2 separate regions of the Mus musculus genome follow, and region 2 is linked to region 1. The links are chromatin contacts, called in public targeted proximity ligation maps. All regions are on one chromosome and are shown on one strand. The core of a region is the stretch at or near the end of the contact, and the rest is flanking DNA. Distances in the headings are between cores, read along the strand shown.

Region 1 (3,976 bases), core at 413-2,912:
GAGTAAATGCCTTGGTTAGGACAAAGGCAACTTAAAAATGGGCTTTAATGGGTTTTATTTTTTATTTTGACATACAGTTCGAAGGGATACAGTCAGCCATATTAGTGAAGCTACGGCAGCAGAAACCTAAATCAGTTGATCATATTTTCTAGCTTAAAAGTATGTAGGGATTAGAAGGCAGACTAAAAACTGCTACTAAAAAACAAAACCCAAACAAACAAACAAGCCTTTAAAACTCCCAAACTCCACCATGTCTGAAGGGACTGTAGCCAGCCTGAGCATGGTACACGTGACTCTGCCTGGTCTTGTCCTTTCCCCCATTCTCTCTGCCTTACTAAAGGCCATTAGATTACATCCCTAAAAGCTGGCTTCCAAGGTCTATTCTCTTATTTGGCTACTTCTTCCTCTTGAGGCTGACCACCAAGCTCTATCAAAGTATTGAAGTCCAGCAATCAAAAGCCCCTTAGCCTGTACAGTTAAAATTAAACACCTCATTCTAACACAGCGTTTCCCCCTTTACATTTATAAACTGCCCTTTGCTTGTGTGTCTGTCTCCTCTCTAGCCAGAGGTAGTCCTCTGACCCAATCCAGGACATACCCCTGCCTCCTCTCCCTTGTTCCCTTCTCCTGTTTCCTTGACCTTTATCTCCTGTCTTTGTCTCTTATTCTCTGCCTTTGTCCCTCTGGGGCAAATAAATCTCCACTGTGCAGAGAACGTGGTCTTGGGGCTTCCTGAGCCTAGACTATTCCCTTACAAGGTCAAGTCCCACACCTAGTGATGTAATTCCTTTGGTGAAGCTCCCTCTCTTAAGGACTCCATAACCTTCTTACAAAACAGTGTTACCAACTGCTGGCAATAGGCATTTCACATTCAAACTGCAACAACCCCCAGCTACCTCAGATACCCAGGAATGTGGGTAGATGGATGTCAGTGGTTGAGGTCCTCATATGTAGAACCATCAGAAGGATAAGTTATATGTCTTATAAAAGACCATACACTAGATAGCTTTGGGGGGGGGGGAACAATTCTTGTTTCTCACAGTTCTGGAAGATAGGATGTTCACTTAGCAGACTGATTTCTAAAGAAGCCTGCTTTGTCATAGATGGCTCCTCCTCTGTGTCCTCTCATGGTGCAAGAGGTCACTAGTTCTCCAGGGCCTTGATTATAAGGACATTAATTCCATGAATGTGGACTCCACACTCCTATCCTAGCTTCCTTCCATAGACTTTATCTGTTAACACCACCTCTGTGGGACTAGGATTCCAATATATAATCTGAGGCAGCTACAAACTTTTAGTCTTTGAAAGAGCTGCCCAGAATTCCGATAGAGCAAGAAGTGGAAGAAAACGGGAGTACTGTCGGATTGTATCAACGGATGGTTCCTTCATGACTCAGAAAACAAGTGAGGGGACCATCTGCGGGTATTTGAGGTCACAAGGTTCTATTGGAGGCCACAGTACCACCCCGCCCCATCACGTGATAATAGAACCTGAGTACAGTAGATAGAACAGGAAAATACCAAGGGCACGCCCCTTCTGTGATGCAAACCACACTGGTCCTTGTAGTCTGATAGCAGGAGCAAGAGGAACAATAACATACTCTCCTATGACAAGTCAAGGAGGGAACAAACAGTAAAGCCAGCAGGCATCAAGGGAGCAGGCAGTCTCCTCAATGCCCAGAGTGGCACTAGTAACCACCCCAGGAGTGAGTCACTGGCATGGGGGAGGGCTGAGGAAAGGCTGCAGCTCTCGCGCACGCTGGGCTGGTAAACAACCCCAAAGGATCAGAGCCAAACCAGGAAATGCCAGAATATCAACCTGTGGTTTCGGGGTGGATGCCTGGGCCCCACCACAGGGCTGCTACAGGGGTAGTGTCTGGAGATAGAATCCAGAAGGTTCCATTTTAAGCAAGGTTTGAGAAGATCTTTGTTTTTTAAATCAGTAGAACCCAAGGACAAGCAACGGAGCACCTTGGGCTGGACTCTTAAGTTGGGAGACTTTGGAGCCACAGTCTAGCCTCGCTCTCAAGAGGAAGACCAGCTAGGGGTCAAGGGAAGACCCCCAGGGGTAAATCTGCTCATCCAGTGCTTAAGAAAACCCACTTCAAATGTGATATTAGGCCCATCGCCAAGGCCTGACTCAGCTTCTCTCCATGGCCTGTGCTGGGTGTTTGCTTAGGGTTACACTGTGGGCAGGACACAACCAGGAAGAGAAGAGAAGACCTCTTCACCCGCAATGTCCATGGGTACCTGTGTCTGCCCACCCGGAGGCCTTGCTGGCTTAACTAGAAGCATGCTGGCTATTTGAAAGTTTTGTTATTGTTATTCTCTTTGGTCTTGTTTTTATCGTGATTTGGTTTGGTTTTCCACGGGAGTTTGTTTCTGGGTTTAGACGCCTGATTTACTTTCTTCTAAAGCACCCAGGAGGGATGGGGAAATGCTTTGGGTCAGAATACAACATTTAAAAGTAAACGAATGAACTGAGAAGTTAATCTTACTGACTTAAATTTTTATTTCTTCTCTTGTAGATTAAGTTTTGCAAAACAGAGCTTGCTCAATTAAGTAGGATCTTAAAAATCTGAACATGTAGAGGTAGTTTAATTGTATCCATTGAGGGTTTTTTTTTTGTTTTTTGTTTTGGGGTTTTTTTGTTTTTTTGTTTTTTTTTTGCCCCACCCCTTCTCTGTTTGACATAGAGAATCACTGGAATGTATTAAAGACATCAGAACAAAGCCACTGTCTAAGACAAGTTGCATAGGAAATGAAACAATAAAGGTTGAGCAGGGCAGTGTGTTAAATTGAGTCCTAAAATGAGAACCCCAGTCAGGAGAATTGACTAGATCTTCACAAGGTCCTCTCTTCTTCTTCTTCCGGTGTTCAATGTTACCATTTTGTAGATCCTGCTCCCCCACTCTCTCTCCCCTCCCTTCTCTGTCTCTCTTTTTCTGTCTGTCTGTCTCTGTCTGTCCCCACTCCCACACACCCCCTTTGCCTTCCTCCTTCCAAATTGAGTACATAGGTTTTCAAGTTTCAGGAATAAATCAAGCCAATAGATGCTCAGCTTTGGTTGAGGACATGTGAGGAGGAATGGGGGTTTTGTTTGATCAGTTTGGGGTTGTTTTCTTTTGTTTTGTTTTAAGATAGAAACACAACTCATACTATGTTTTTCCTTCTTTTGGTGATGATCCACCCACTGGGTCTTGCCATCAGTGACAAGCTCCGATTGTAGTCGGCAGATGGCCTTTGATTGGCTGGATACCATCAGTGTTCCTTCTGGGTGAGCTATTGAGTAACAAAGTTTCAGAATGCATTTGGTTATTCACACTGTAATTAAAGGAAGGTCCTTGCTTTGCCCGCAGCTTTCCCAACACAAACAGAAGAGGCGTGAGTCAGCGCAGGCAGCTGCCCCGAGGTAGTACAGTGTTTGTTTCTTTTTTTTTTTTCTTTTTTTTTTTTTCTTTTTGCCAATAAAATATGCCTGGGAGGACAAAGAGCAGCAGGAAGCAGTGACACAGAGTGAGCTGGGAAATTCCAGCTGCCCTCCTGCCCTACTTATAAGGAATAGATATGAGTCATTTTTTTTTAAAGATGCAAACAGATGTTGAATTGGCTAACAAAGTCCCATGCAACATTTAGCCTCTTAGGACTTTGTTTCCTCTTCAGCGGAAAAAGAAAAACAAGGTATTATATTTGGACGTGGACACCTGGATAGTATTGCCAAGTACAGCCATGGAAGAAGAGGCGAGCACACATGCTGTTCTGCTCGACTATGCTATTTCTTCTGCCCTTGAAGTCAGCCTTCAGCTGACGCATCCTTCTACATAAGACAAGCTAAAGGAGAGAATACACCACAGTCAAGGGCCTGGCTGTGAAGATTTGGTGGCGTGTCCTTCGAGACACTGAGTCAACAGGCATAAACATTAACCTGTGTGTGTCTCTGCGATCACCACAGTGTATGAAGGTAGCGTCCTAGGTTT
Region 2 (3,976 bases), core at 426-2,925, 670 kb after region 1:
AGTCCTTCCTCCTTTGCAGTTTGTCATAGAGAATCATCTGCTCTATTATGTTAAGTCCTCCCCTTTTCTCTTCTAAAGAGGGACTGGGGCTGGAGATGGCAGATGGGTAAGGATTTTGTGACGGCTCAGATGTCTCTGGAGCTTCTCCTTCTGCATCTTTCCAAGGTTTTAGTTAACTGTGGGTTCGGTCCAGAAGCATTGCCAAAATTTACATTTGCAGACTCCTCTGACTCAGTCCATAGAGCTTTGTTGAGGCATTTCCAAGTTTTTTAGGATCTCAGGGGATTCTTATTAGCCCCAGTCTGGAAACATTGGTTCAGTTCTACCAAGTCCTAAACCAAACCTTGGAAATAGGGTATTCCTTTTTCTGTCTGCTGGTGTATCATAGCTACACGGTTGAATTTTTACTGGAAGGGGGAGAAAACAAACAAATAAACAAACAGACAGACAAACAACAGTGAGCCTGAAAAATGAACAATCCTGCCTGTACAGTATTCAATGAAACAGTTCCCCAGAGGCGACACGTCCAACTCCGAATTAAATAGAGGATGATGACTGTCCGGATTTGGCAATCTGGCAGCTGTCATTAGCTCCTGACCTCGTGGTCTGACGGACCAAGCCAGGTCGCGCCCTTTGCTGCAGGAAAGGCTTTTCCTCTGCCAGAGCAACTTCCTCCAGGGGACCGGGTGGTGGCAGGGCTACTCATGCCACCCGGCCAGTATATTCTGCAGTAGGGTGGGCTGAGGATTGGTTTTCAGTGTTGCATCTCCGCCTCCTGCAAGCTTCAGCCACTCTAGAGTAGCGTGGCCAGAAGGCGTGACCAGGCCTAGGTATATTTATTCTGGCCTTAGTGTGAGATGCTGGGGCTGCTCCAAGCTCCTAACCAGAACTGGACAACGGTCTGAAGTCAAGAACACACTGACTCTGCTGAGAGGGCTACGAATCCAGCTTCCTTGTTGGCCAGGTGGGGGCAGTCGAGGCGCCAGGACCCGAGGCTCAGAAAGTTTTGAGTGAGGTGGGGGGCTTGCGGGATATTATTGGGGGAATATACTGCTATGCCGAGTCAGCTTCATTCCGGAGCGATAAAAGATGTCGAACTCAGCTATTGGATGATAAAGGAAGAGAAAAGAGTTCAACCCTGTGTGTGTGTGTCTCAGGGGTGGTGGTGGTGGTGGTGGTGGTGGTGGTGTGTGTGTGTGTGTGGGTGGTGGTGGTGGTGGTGGTGGTGGTGGTGGTGGTGTGTGTGTGTGTGTGTGGGGTGGTGGTGGTGGTGGTAATAGGGGTTCAGCAGCCTGGCTAGACCCGAGAAGATGCAGGTTCAGTTTCGAGTGATGAGGGGTGCAGGCTCAGGTCGACTTTGTCAAGAGGTGACAAAAAAAGCAGTATCAGACTCAGCTGGGATGATGAGGTACACAGACTCAGGTTCAGGCCCGCTGCTTTTCCTGAACTCCCAGGTAGTCATCTGTAGCCGAAGGTCAAGGAGCCGCTGGGAAACCCTGGCCGCCGACGGTGTTGGCGGGCGTCCTTCCTGCTGAAGGCAGCTGGAGGCGCTGAGCCTTCGTCTGCAGCTTGTGGTGGGCGGAGCCTCCGCAGGTCTCGTCCCTCTGACAACAGGCCCCGCCCACCCCGCCTTTGACCCGCCTCCCTAGCTCGGGGCCGCCTGCCCAATCCGCAGCACTCTCGGCCCAGCCGAGCCGGCGCTTGTGTGGCCGGAGGCTGATTAGAGGGACCCTAGCGAGCCGCGGCGCCCGCCGAACCGGGGACCTGCGCGGCTCGGGAACGCGCCCTGCCTGCCGCTATTGTCTCGGAGCCGCACAGGCTCGCGCCGCCCGGACGGCGATTCCCCTCCTCTTCCTCCGGGAGGGAAGGATCCAAGAGCGCCAAGCCGGGCTGGCTGGAGGAGGTGGCCGCGAAGGCGGAGGGAGGAGCGTTACTCCCCGGCCCCGACTGCTTCTCCTCCGGCGTAGGTTGCCGCTGAATTCAGAGCGGCAGCGGGACGCGGGTTCCTGGCCATGGAGAGGAGATCTGCACGCGGGGACTCCAGGAGCTCTGCTCCCGCTCCTGCTCCTCTGGCCATCGCGTAGACACCTGAGTAGACCGACGCCAGGAGGGGGAGGGGAAGGTAAGGCTCCTCTAGTCCCGGGTGCCCAGCCCCGCCTCCTTGGCGGTCCCAAGGGCCCGGAGGGCGCAGACCCGACTTGCGCACCTTGGCGTCCTGGAGGCCTGGCTGTCCCTGTGCTGGCGTTTTTTTGCCGAGAAGCACAACATCCTGTGGGTTCCAGCGTCCGCCTTTGCCGGCGCCTTCCCGCCGGAGTTCTCCCATACATAGCGCCCCGAGACTCAACCTTCTTCCATGAAAAGGGGTCCTTAGGAATAGAGGTTTGATCCCCTTTTCATCCACTTTGTGTTCCCGGGGAGGTTAACAATGGGTCTTTTAAAGTCGGTGTGAACAGCCCTAAAGTTTCTGGAAAGGCTGCGTGGGGGACGCGGACCGCAGTGAAAGATTGATGGAATGTGCATTGTGGAGCCTTGGCGTCTACAAGAGCACGCTTGTGTAAAGTTTGGGGGGGAGTGTGGATCTTTGTCTCCTACTGTTCCCCTGAGTTGGTGTGACCCTGCTCCGTGTGGTAAGGCGCAGTTTCAGAATCTGGGCATCTTTAAAGCTGGGGACCAGTTTTTAGCACAGGACCTCACTCACCACAGTTCCTTGGCAGAGTTGGGAGGTCCTGGCAAAGAATGGGGTTCTCACTGCGAGTACCCTGAGGTGCTTCACGTAATACTACTTACTGCCCTCTAGCAATAAAACCAAGGTCTCTGCTGGGGGGCTGGTGTTTGTCACCAGACCCCCTGTGGAGCAGAAACACTCCCCTTAAATTCTCCGCCGAAGGTTAGGAGAACAGACTTTTGACACATCTCCTTTCTTCTGCAGTTGGGGTTAAAGGTAGAGTGCCTGTCTTTTAGGAACTTCCATCTGCTCCTGAACCACACAGTGTGTTGGACTGACTCCCTTGTGCTGGTGACTAGTCTGATGCTACACAGTTGCACATGTTGAAGGGCTGCAGAAGTCTTAAGGGCTCTTACCAGTAAAAAGAAAATTTAGAGGAAGAGGAGGCAGGAGAAGAGTTTCATCAAAGCTTAAGGGAAGCCTGAATTCCCATTGCAACCAGGCTTATCTGTTGGAAATGGCCACTAAACCCAAATACAAACAAATTATATATATCCCTAAAGATTAAGAAAACTTGACCCATTAGCACTGGTCTGGTCTCCATATCCTACTCTGGTGTGTCCCTTATTGTCTTTCCCTTTGAGTTTGCATTTCTGGGCAAAGCAAAATGTGCACCAGGCATGCTGTTCATTTAGTTAACATGGGACAGCTCGTGATAGTGTCTTCTGCCTTTAAAATAACATTCTTTATTTATGTGTAGGGTGGTGAGTCGGGGCTGGAAATTTATCTCAGACTTTAAGCTCACTCTATCCCATACTGTGTCTGATTTTTGTCCTCACAGAACGGAAAGTTAAGGTTAGACGAGAACTCTGAGCCGTCACCTGTTCTCTGTCAGCCTGTGGATGAGAGTAAGCTGAGGCGTGGTGAGTGTGCATCTCTCTGTGTGTGTGTTAATGTGTGCGCAAGACATTAGCATCTAAATTCTTCTCTGGTCTCCTAGGAAGTTCTGTGTAGTTGGGATAGCGGGTCCATGGCTAATTGTTTGAGGTAGGTCTCCTCTCTTCGTCTAGCCAATAGCCGGGGGATTTCCTGCAGTGTTATAATCACAGGAAAGTTGAGGTGACAGCACCGCAGTTATGCTGTAGGGGATGTAATTAAGCCTGTTGTTACAGATACCAAGAAAATGGGCATAGAGCAGGCTTGTGGACCATTATGAAATCGGAAGGATACCACTTAGTAGCTATGTGTGCTTCTGAAATTGAGATAAATGAGCCATATTTCAGAAAGAAAATCATAATCACTATTGAACGG

Evidence for each region.
Region 2: a targeted proximity ligation map of pancreatic cancer cells shows a contact between it and region 1. A contact is called at or near these places in 2 of 39 promoter capture datasets (both in liver) and 2 of 130 datasets of targeted methods (bone marrow-derived macrophages and pancreatic cancer cells).

Annotation. Positions count from the first base shown.
Region 1 is chr19:21,103,048-21,107,023 of GRCm38.p6, forward strand. 4930554I06Rik (RIKEN cDNA 4930554I06 gene) reads left to right here and starts at 1,663. Exons shown (of 2, transcript NR_126458.1): 1 at 1,663-1,705; 2 at 1,946-2,491.
Region 2 is chr19:21,776,665-21,780,640 of GRCm38.p6, forward strand. It overlaps Cemip2 (cell migration inducing hyaluronidase 2), which reads left to right and starts at 1,676. Exons shown (of 24, transcript NM_001033759.2): 1 at 1,676-2,122.